Regions from separate parts of the Macaca mulatta genome. Here region 2 is linked to region 1. Evidence: chromatin contacts called from public Hi-C data. All regions are on one chromosome and are shown on one strand. Each heading gives the region's core, a stretch centred on a gene start, on an enhancer-like site or on the middle of the called end of the contact. The rest is flanking DNA. Distances are from core to core; before and after follow the strand shown.

Region 1 (5,219 bases), core at 1,508-4,007:
TGCAACCCTGGCAAGAAAACAAGGCAGGTGGCACGTGATCTTAGATGGCTTCCCTGGAATGACAGAACAGGCTTTCTTCTCAGGAAGACAGGGTGTCCATGAAGCAGATCTGTTTCTGACCACTGGCTGAATTGTCTTACATCAGGCCTGTGATGTTCTCGGAATAGGTACAGTTCTTTTCGGCTGAGTGCACGGAGGGTTTGTGGAAAGGGGATCTTGAAAGCCAAAGACATATAGCTGCATGAAAGGGTAGGAGGCCAAAAAAAAAAAAAAGATATAAATAAGGAGATAGGCTTCCAATTTTCCAAAGGCCAGCCTCTTATATAATCCATGACGACTAATCAAACACTTTCCAAAGTATTACATTTATTGTCTACTCTACAGCATGAAAGAGTTCTGATACAGGAAAAGCCAGCTCACAAAAGGGTGTTCAATTATCTAATGCACACATGTACATCTAGTAAATCACAATGAAGAAAATCCAAATAACATAAAAGCTCTTTTTAGGTCATCAGCAACATATGATACTCATAATAGATGATGACCTTTAAGTATTACAAGATCCTGAAGTTTCTTTTTTTTTTTTTGAGGTGGAGTTTCACTCTTGTTGCCCAGGCTGGAGTACAATGGGGCAATCTCAGCTTACCGCAACCTCCTCCTCCAGGGTTCAGATGATACTCCTGCCCCAGCCTCCCAGATAGTTGGGATTACAGGCATGCATCACCATGCCCAGCTAATTTTTTTTGTATTTTTAGTAGAGACGGGGTTTCTCCATGTTGGTCAGGCTGGTCTACAACTCCTGATCTCAGGTGATCCGCCTGCCTTGGCCTCCCAAAGTGCTGGGATTACAGGCATGAGCCACTGCGCCCGGTCCTGAAGTTTCTTTTTAATCACCAGTAAAAATTACATTATGTTCATAAAGTTTTTATTGTGAAGTTTAACACATACACCATCCTCAGAAATCAAGCCACTATACAGATTTGGAATTGAGTTAGAATCCCTACATTGAGAGACAACTAAGCAGAGCCTGGAATCAGACTGCCTGAGTTCAAATCCTAACTCCGCCACGTACCAGCTGTATAACTTTGATGGGTTACTTACCTCTGTTTCTGAGCTTCCCCATCTGTAAAATGTGACTAATTATGGGACCTAACTCAAATAGCTATTCTAAGAGTAAAACCCTTAAAACAGCTGGGCACACAGCAAGAGCTCTCACTGATTAACGTCAGCTCCTATCATGATCGGTGAAGTCGTTATGTTTCAAGAAGAGGCTCCCGATGTGCAATTAACCTGTTTATAATTCAGCAACTTGAATCAGAGAGTGCTGAAGTAACTGGGCAGCAAGACTCACAGGAACTCATAAATCAATCCAAATGGAAACAGATTATATCAGCATCTTCTTATATTCATGTTTTCTAAAGCATTTTATAGTCCTAGTTTTAAGTATACTGGAATTATGTTGTCTGAAGAAGCTGTGAAGCAAAATTGCTATCATGTTAAAAAGCAGGCTTTGCTTACTGTAGTGCAACATGGTGTGAAGGAAAGCTGGTGGACCTGGAATAAGGGATGGGAGTGCAAGTCTGACGGTACAGTTTACCGACTGTTACCTCGGAGAAAACTTAATTTATCTGCATCTGTTTTCTTATTTCTAAAATAGGGTAAAAAATACCTACATCACAGGGTAGTTGGGAAAATTACAAGGAATCCATGAATGCGCTGGTTGTGGGGGAGGGAGGCGGTTCTGAACTCTCTAAAAATGTATACAAAATGCACATTCGAAAATGCACGGATTTTTGGAGGTCTATCACTTTCGTGACATTCACAAAGGGCTATATAACGCTCAAAGTTTAAGAACCACAGAGGTGAGGTGGGTGGAAGTACGGCAGACCCATAAAAGGAGGTCAGAACAAGTGAGTTTCAACACTTTCCCTGGAAGATCAATTTGCAGAGCAACCTCTAGGGCCCCAATTATGAAAGGAGTGGACTTGAGGGAGGCTCGGGAGGCGCTGGGCCACGAGGAGGCACAATGCAGCTTTGAGGAAACCCGTCTGTCCCTCGTTCCGCACCCTCACAACGGCCGCAGCCCAGGGGCCAGAGAGGGAAATCGCTGAGGCCTGGCCGCCGCCGCTTTTCTCGAAGGGCTTCCCGCGCCGCTCTCGGAGAATGGCGGGGACAGTGGGGCGGGCGGAGTAGGCCGCGACCCCCGGCGAGGTAGAAAAGATCGCTCCTCCACCGGGTCCGGGACGCAGGCGGGAAGTGATCAAGGCTCCCAGAGCCCCACCCGAGCGCGCCCGCTTCAGCGCAGGAGGACGCACGCCGGGCCGGGATACGAGAAGGCCCCGTGGGTTCCCCAGGGCGCACAGCCAGGCGCCGGCTTCCCCGCCTCACGCGGCACCGTGGGGGTCCCGGGGAGCCGCGAGCCTCCCCATGGGCTCCCGGGAGGGCCGCCACGTCACGGAGGGTGTGCCCCGGGGCTCTGCAGGCGGGCGGGGGAGGAGCCGGGGGGTTGGCTCCTCGGCCGCGCCGAGCTCCCCGCCCCGGCCCGCTGCCTTCCCCATGCCGGGCCCCGCCGCGCCGCTCCTCACCTGCCTCTCCAGCTCCGGCGCTCACCGCAGGCCTCGGGACTAGCTCACTACAGGCCGCCGGCAGCCCACGACGGTTGGAGTTCCTGTCTCTTTAAATCCGGGTCCTTGAGCTGGAGGCAGCACGCAGGCGCAAGAACCGAGGCCGCGGCCGCGCTACCTGTCCCCGCCCCCGTCTGCCACGTGGGTCATAGTCACAGTCTGCCTGCCCTGTGATGTTTGGAAGTAGTTTTCAACCTGCAATCGCCGCCCGGGAAGCGGAGGTGAGGGGACGTGGTGGCTCCTCGGAACGCAGCCTGGCCTGAACTTCCGAGGATCCCCTTGATTTTCTCATACTGTTAGAGAGGATCTAGTTTTTAAAGATACTGTAATGAGGTCGGGGAAGGCAAAGATTGCGTCAATCTATTTTTTAAATATAATCCCTCTCTTTGTGTCCTGCAGACTGCCTAGTAAATAGTAGTCAGTAACTTTCATGGAATTGAGACGAGGCACTAAATAGCAGGTAGATATAAAATGTAAAGGAGTGATGGAGGAGAAACTCCTTGATTGTATATCGTTCAAAGTGTATTATCTTAAATCTGAAGCCAGCTCCATGAGAGTTGGGGATGGCGATTTTTACAAGTGTAGCAGCCTGAGGGTAAAGGACCTCTTCAGAGTCTAGGAACAGCAAACATTTGGGCCTTGTTAGGTAAGCAAGGAACAGATTCCCGAGAGAATTCTGTGCTGTGTGATGAAGAGTTTCGTCTTTACTCTGTAGAGGGTGGAGAGCCATGAAGAGTCTTAGGGAATACTGTTGAAGCTGGGTGGGGAGAGACTGAGGCAAGGGAACAAATCAGAAGGTTCTCATAGTGACCCATGTGGGAGATGAAATTCAGCTAGTTGGGGTGGAGAGTAAAGTGTGGTTTTGAAGATCATTTAGAATTTAAATGATCTAAATAAAGTGCTCATTTATGGATAAAATAATAATAATCTGAGTGAGCAGAAAGATAAGGGTACCATCAACTGAAATAGAAAATAGAGAGGCAGAGGAGGTGTTAGGGGCAGAAGGATGAGTTTTGTATTGGATACATTAAGTTTGGTTGAGTAAGTTTAACTGCGATTCTAATGTTCGGAGGGGAGTAAAACCTGTTTTTAATGCGCAGCAGAATGAACCAGGGCTTTGGAATTGGAAGGTCACTGGAGACTTACGTCCTAGCTATGATAATTGAGTGATCTTGAGCACATCTCTACATTTGCTACATTTTTTTTAAGTTTCCTCAATGGTATCTGTCTTTTTCCAGTGCTGTAATCACAGCCACAGGTGACTATTGAGCACTTGAATGTTGCATGGAATTGAGATGTGCTATAAGTGAAGAAAATACAAACCAAAAAATTCATACTAAAAAAAGTAAAATATCTCATTAATAATATGTACCACATAATGACATTTAGGCCGACAATGGACCAAATATAATAGGGTGGTCCCATAAGATTATAATGGAACTGAAAAATCCCTGTCATATAGTGACAGCACATTACTCATGTGTTTGTGGAGATGCTGGTGGAAATGAACCTACTGCATTGCCAGTTGTATAAAAGCATAATACACACAATTATGTACAGTATATAATACTTGATAATAAGGGACAATGTTGCTGGTTTATATATTTAGTATACTATACCTTTTATTGTCATTAAATTAATTAATTAATTTTTGAGACAGTCTTGCTGTGTTGATCAGGCTGGAGTGTGGTGGCGCGATCCCAGCTGACTGCAACCTCCGCCTCCCAGGTTCAAGTGATTCTCCTGCCTCAGCCTCCCGAGTAGCTGGGACTACAGGCACTTGCCACCGCGATGGGCTAATAATTTTTTTTTTTTTTTTTTTTTTTTTTTTGCGCGACAGAGTTTTGTTCTTGTCTCCCAGGCTGGAGTGCAATGGCAGGATTTCGGCTCATTGCAACCTCTGCCTCCTAGGTTCAAGCAATTCTCCTCTCTCAGCCTCCTGAGTAGCTGGAATTACAGGCACCCGCCACCACGCCCGGCTAATTTTTGTATTTTTAGTAGAGACGGGGTTTCACAATGTTGACCAGGCTGGTCTCGAACTCCTGACCTCAAGTGATCTGCCTGCCTCAGCCTCTCAAAGTGCTGGGATGACAGGCATGAGCCACCATGCCCAGCCTTATTGTTATTTTAGAGTATACTACTACTTACTTAAAAAAATAGCTAACTGTAAAACAGCATCAGGTAGGTCCTTTAGGAGGTATTCCAGAAGAAGACATTGTTACCGTAGGAGATGACAGCTCCATGCATGATATTGCCCCTGAAGGCCTTCCAGTAGGACAAGATATAGAGGTGGAGGATGGTGATATTGATGATTCTGACCCTGTGTAGGCTTACTAGGCTAATGTGTGTGTTTGTGTCTTAATTGTTAACAAAAAAGTTTTAAAAGTAAAAGGATTTTTTTTTTAATAGGAAAAAGCTTATAGTATAAGGATATAAAGCAAAAATATTGGCTGGGCACAGTGGCTCACATCTCTAATCCTAGCACTTTAGGAGGCTGAGGCAGGAGGAGTTCAAAACCAGCCTGGGCAACATATTTATAAGAAAAAAATTTATTTAAAAAAGAAAAATATTTTTATACGACTGTGCTGTTTGTGA
Region 2 (5,219 bases), core at 1,437-3,936, 110 kb before region 1:
TATTTATTTATTTATTTTTGAGACAGAGTCTCGCTCTGTCACCCAGGCTGGAGTGCAATGGCGCGATCTCGGCTCACTGCAAGGTCCGCCTCCCGGGTTCACACCATTCTCCTGCCTTAGCCTCCCAAGTAGCTGGGACTACAAGTGCCTGCCACCACAACCGGCTAATTTTTTGTATTTTTAGTGTAGACGGGGTTTCACCGTGTTAGCCAGGATGGTCTCGATCTCCTGACCTCGTGATCCGCCCGCCTTGGCCTCCCAAAGTGCTGGGATTACAGGCGTGAGCCACCGCACCTGGCCCAATTATTGTTATTTTTAGTAGAGACGGGGTTTCACTACATTGGCCAGGCTGGTCTCAAACTCCTGACCTCAAGTGATCAGGTCTTCCAAAGTGCTGGGATTAGAGGCATGAGCCACTGCGACTGGCCTGGACCTATTAACTTTCTATAACTATGATTTCTATCAAGAGAAAGAGTGATGTGGTGGAAAATGCTGTGCCTTCATCACAGCTAGGAATCTATTTCAGAATTGAGAGGATGGACAAGGTCCTGGCATATCTAGGGAAAAGGAATTAGAGGGAAAGGAGGAGATAATAAATGCCTTTGGAGGGTAGGGGTGGAAATAGAGACTTGGAGAGAAGCAGACAAGACAGAATTGCATCAGGGTAAGTTACAAAAACAGCCAGGAAGGAAAACGATGGGTACATTTAATTCGGATGTGGGAGGCCTTTAGCAGGTCAGTCTTTCCATGCATTCCAGGTGATTGAAAAAATCGGTTTTAAATTCCAGCTTGTTGGGGTGCAGTGGCTCATCCCTGTAATCCCAGCACTTTGGGAGGCCGAGGCGGCAGATCGCTTGAGGTTAGGAGTTTAAGACCAGCCTGGCCAACATGGTGAAACTGTCTCTACCAAAAACAGGCAAACAAATAAACAAATTAGCCGGGCGTGGTAGCGGATGACTGTAGACCCACCTATAGGGTGGGAGGATCCTTTGAACCTGGGAGGCGGAGGTTGCAATGAGCCGAGATCACACCACTGCATTCCAGCCTGGGTGACAGTGAGACCCCGTCTCAAAAAATAAAAATAAATAAATTGCAGCTCCGTGTATTCAAGACACTTCTGGTTGAAAGAAAAAAGAAAAAAAAAAAAAGCAATACATTCCAGCTCCATCTTTTTCTAACCATGTGGCTTTGGGTAAATTACTTAATATGTAGATCCTCATTGATAACATGGGAATAATAGTAGTTTGCTGCGTTGTGAGGATTGGAAATAATACTTGTAAAGTGACAGAGTCTGGTATGTATATGTAAGATTATTGTTATTATTATTGAGACACCGTCTCACCCTTGTTGCCCAGGCTGGAGTGCAATGGCGTGACCTTGACTCACTGCAACCTCTGCCTTCCAAGTAGCTGAGATTACAGGCATCCGCCACCATTCCTGGCTAATTTTTGTGTTTTTGATAGAGATGGGGTTTCACCATGTTGGCCAGGCTGGTCTCGAACTCCTGACGTCAGGTGATCCACCCACCTCAGCCTTCCAAAGTGCTGGGATTACAGGCATGAGCCACCACGCCTGGCTCATGATCTTATTTTTTACTTCACTTTTCCTTACGATATTACTTGTTTGAAAATACAAATTGCTCAGAAAAACTCTGGGGGTTCTCAATGGAACCTAAAGCCTAAGAAAATTGTGTCACTAGACACCATTTAAAAGAAGGATTAGAACTTAATATTATGTTCATGACTAGGCATCGTAGCCCACGCTGGCTAACCATCCCCTGGGCCGCCCTGCTGTTTGTACTTAGTAATAAGCACAGCTACATGCATGTGCTCACTAAATCCTCACGCCAACCTGTGTTTCTGGGGTGAGAAAACCAGAGTTCGTAAAGGTTAGGTACCTTGCTGAAAGGTGCACGGGTGAAGGGCAGGGGTGGATCTTTGCTGAGTCATTCTTACTCTACCACAGCCTTCCTCAGCAGCTTCCTCAGCTTCCTGAGGGGAAGTAGCTAGTCCTAGGGGTTTAGACTGGGCAGTGCTGGAGTCAGTGGGACAAGCGTGGGCTTTTAGGTCCCACAGACCCGGCTTCTAATACCTCCCAGTTGTGGGACGCTGAATAAGCTCGTAACCCCTAGTGGGCCTGGGTTTCTCCAATCATGAAGTAGGGGAAACCATCGCCTGCTCATAGCACTGACGAGAGTCAATAAGACATGAAAGTCAGGCACCTTTCAAAGTTTTATGAACTGCGTTCAGAGGTGTTGAGGGACTCGCTCAAGGTCACCAAGCCGGGTCTTGACCCAGCTAAGACGTGGACCTGGACCCTTGGGCGCCTCCCGCAGAGTTGTGTGACCCAGGTAACCAGCAGCGGCCGACACCATGACTTCGGGGAAACCACGCCTCCTATGGTCCCACGGCTCCGGCCAGCCCGGCCCCGCCTCCGGGAGCCTCAGCTCCGCCAGGGGGCGCGAGAGGAGGCCGCGCTCGAGGCCGCTGCGCGCCTGGCTCTTCTCTATGGTGGATCGGGCGCGGCGGGAGCGGAGGCGCGCTCCCGAGAGGGGGCGGGGCCGAGTCAGGGGCGGGGCCGCGCGAGGGGCGGGAGCGGCCGGGCCGGGCCGACTGGGGATGGGTGGGGGGGCCGACTTCCTGGGGCCGCCCGTGAGGATGTCGCGACCGCCCCCGGGTGCCCCTCAGCCCCAGAGACGCCGCCGCGGCGGAGTCCGCAGCCTCCCTGCCTGAGGCGTCCGCGGCCGAGATCCGGCCCCTCCCCTCGCCTCCTCTCCCAGGTGCCGGCCGGGCCGGCGGCCGCAGCAGGTGAGGAGGCTGCGGCGGCGGCGGCGCTGGGGGCCGCAGGGCGCCCGGCTGGGGAAGGACGGGAAGGGGTAGGCTTGGGTGCCGTCAGGCTGTAGTCTGGGGGCCCCTCCTCTGTGTGGGGCGCGGCCTGGGACTCTCTCTGCCCTACAGGGGTGGGGGGAAGCCCTTTCCTGGCTGCAAGTCCCCGCCTTCAGGGCAGCCCACACCTGTCCTTTGAAAAGTCCCCTCAAAGAAAGCGTTTCACCTGTGGGGGCAGTAACAGGAGACGTGCGTCCTCGATTATCCCCAGGTGCCCTGCAGACCGGCAGGTCTAGTTGGCTTGTGGGGAAAAGATCTCTCTTTGTACGGCAAAGGAAACTGAGGCATGTCCGCGGCGGCCTGCTTACCCCTTTGAAGGAACCAGCTCGTCCCTACCTCCGTCTTAGACGGAGGTGGCTGGAGGAGGGAGGTTTGGAGTTTGGAGGTTTGATGAAGTTTGGGAATGCGGCTCTCCCCCCAGGGTCCACTGTTCCCTCGCTTGGGAGTTGTCCTCTGTTCGCGATGTGTGTGAGGTCGCCACTGTGCGGCAGCGGTCAAGACCGAGAGGGAAATGGGGCCTCTCTTCAGCCGGCTGCCCAGGAGACATTTGACCAGACATGGGGAAGTCTGGCGAACCAGGGGAGCCAGAGCCTCCGCTGGCACGTCTGCTCAGAGCTTGAGTTCAGGCTGGCAGAAGAGATAAACAACAGCATATTTTCTCCTTTTTGTTGGTCTGTCATTTGTTCTAGGGAGAAAAAAAAGTGCTTGTGTAATCAAGAGTGTCCTGTGCACCCCCTAGTCTACCATAAGGAAGGATAATGGTTAGCTTGGAAATAGGGTTTTACCCACAACTGTCACTTTGCTCCCTGGTTAAAGGCCAAAGTGACGTGATGAGCAAACATCCTGGGGTGCATGTGGCCTTCTAAGAAAGCAGTAAGTTCCTTATGTATCCCTTTGATTATTGGTTTGGAGGACAGAGAGACTTCCTGTTACCACTGTCGCTGCAACTGTTTGGGGTGCCTTATTCTCCCAGTGACAGTTCAATTTACTGAAATGTGGGCTGGGCTGCCCATTTATTATACCATTCTTCTAGAAATAGGAGTAGGCAGGAGACAAGGTACTGGGCTGAATTCGTGTACAGAGTTCTAGGGCTGCAGCCTAGCGGTGACAATTCCTTTCTGTTCAGGGGATTTCAGGTTTGACAACTTCTTTATCCTTTTCCCTGATTGCATTCTCTTTCACATTCAAGGAAGTAGATGATGGCAAAGGTTTCTGAACTTTTATTGTATATTTCTTAATTCTGAATTTTAGAGTACAGTTCATAAGTTAACAGTTTATTTAGAGGTATTCTTAAGTTTGAAAATATTTGGGTATATTTTCATAACAATTTCAGATTGATGTGGCAGGGCTAATATCTTGATTGTGATTGAAGAAAATGTTCATGTAATCTCACAGTGATTTTAATGCCCATCAAAAACTTTCATATTGATCAGGTAGACAGTTGTGATATCTTGTTTTCATTGGGATCAAGGGTTGTAACTATCTAAGTTGACCAGTTTAGCTGCCAAAATAACATACACAAAAAAAGAAAGCTCTTCTCAGAAACCTTAAAAATCAATTTCTTTCAAACCTTCTCTCATGACCAACCCAGTTGACATATCTCTGCTTGGTACCATCTAATAGGAACACCTTTTTTTTTTGGAGGCAGAGTCTCACTCTGTCACTCAGACTGGCGTGCAGTGGGGTAATCATGGCTTACTGCAGCCTTGACCTCCTAGGCTTAGGTGACTCTCCCTTCTCAGCCTCTTGAGTAGCTGGGATCTCAGGCACGGGCAACCACACCCAGCTAGTTTCTGTATTTTCTGTAGAGACGAGGTTTTGCCGTGTGGTTGGTCATGAGCTGGGCTCAAGCGATCCTCCTGCCTCGGCTTCCCCAAGTTCTGAGATTACAGATATGAGCCACCTCGCCAGGCTGGAACACCTCTTAAGGGTTGTGGAAAAGGCATTTTTAGTGACCAGCACTTAAGAAGACAAACAGCAACAATAACAAAAAAGGGCACAATTTCTTTTCTAATTACATGTGCGTTGTGATTTAAATACAGTCACACCCATCTCTATGAGTGTCAAGCCTAAGACTTTCTGAAAACACCTCTTAAACCTAAGTAGTTGTTAGGGGGACTAATTCCACCTTGATTTTTTATTCTTGTCATAGAACCTTTAATACTGCCACTGTTTTAATGATAGAGACTTTTATATCAAACTTGTACTAGCCATAGTGTTTATTTTTTTGGAGGAAAGATTTAACCTCTATACCTTAGAATCTCGTAACTTGTTAATACAATAACAGAATTAAGGTATTAGAGTTTAATGAGAACACATAGTTTAAATTGCTGT

The links. Hi-C and Micro-C count contacts between places; a contact is called where the count stands out from the background.
Region 2: a Hi-C map of fetal cortical plate shows a contact between it and region 1, with 1.6 times the contacts expected there. The contact joins the promoter of RFFL here to the promoter of CCT6B in region 1. A contact is called at or near these places in 3 of 14 Hi-C or Micro-C datasets (cortical neurons, fetal cortical plate and liver).

What each region holds. Positions count from the first base shown.
Region 1 is chr16:44,499,554-44,504,772 of T2T-MMU8v2.0, reverse strand. CCT6B (chaperonin containing TCP1 subunit 6B) reads left to right here and starts at 2,757. Exons shown (of 12, transcript XM_015119058.3): 1 at 2,757-2,845. The coding sequence starts at 2,798. It overlaps LIG3 (DNA ligase 3), which reads right to left and starts at 2,687. Exons shown (of 20, transcript NM_001265970.1): 1 at 2,586-2,687; 2 at 1-237. The coding sequence starts at 233.
Region 2 is chr16:44,607,764-44,612,982 of T2T-MMU8v2.0, reverse strand. RFFL (ring finger and FYVE like domain containing E3 ubiquitin protein ligase) reads left to right here and starts at 2,686. Exons shown (of 6, transcript XM_077970793.1): 1 at 2,686-2,875.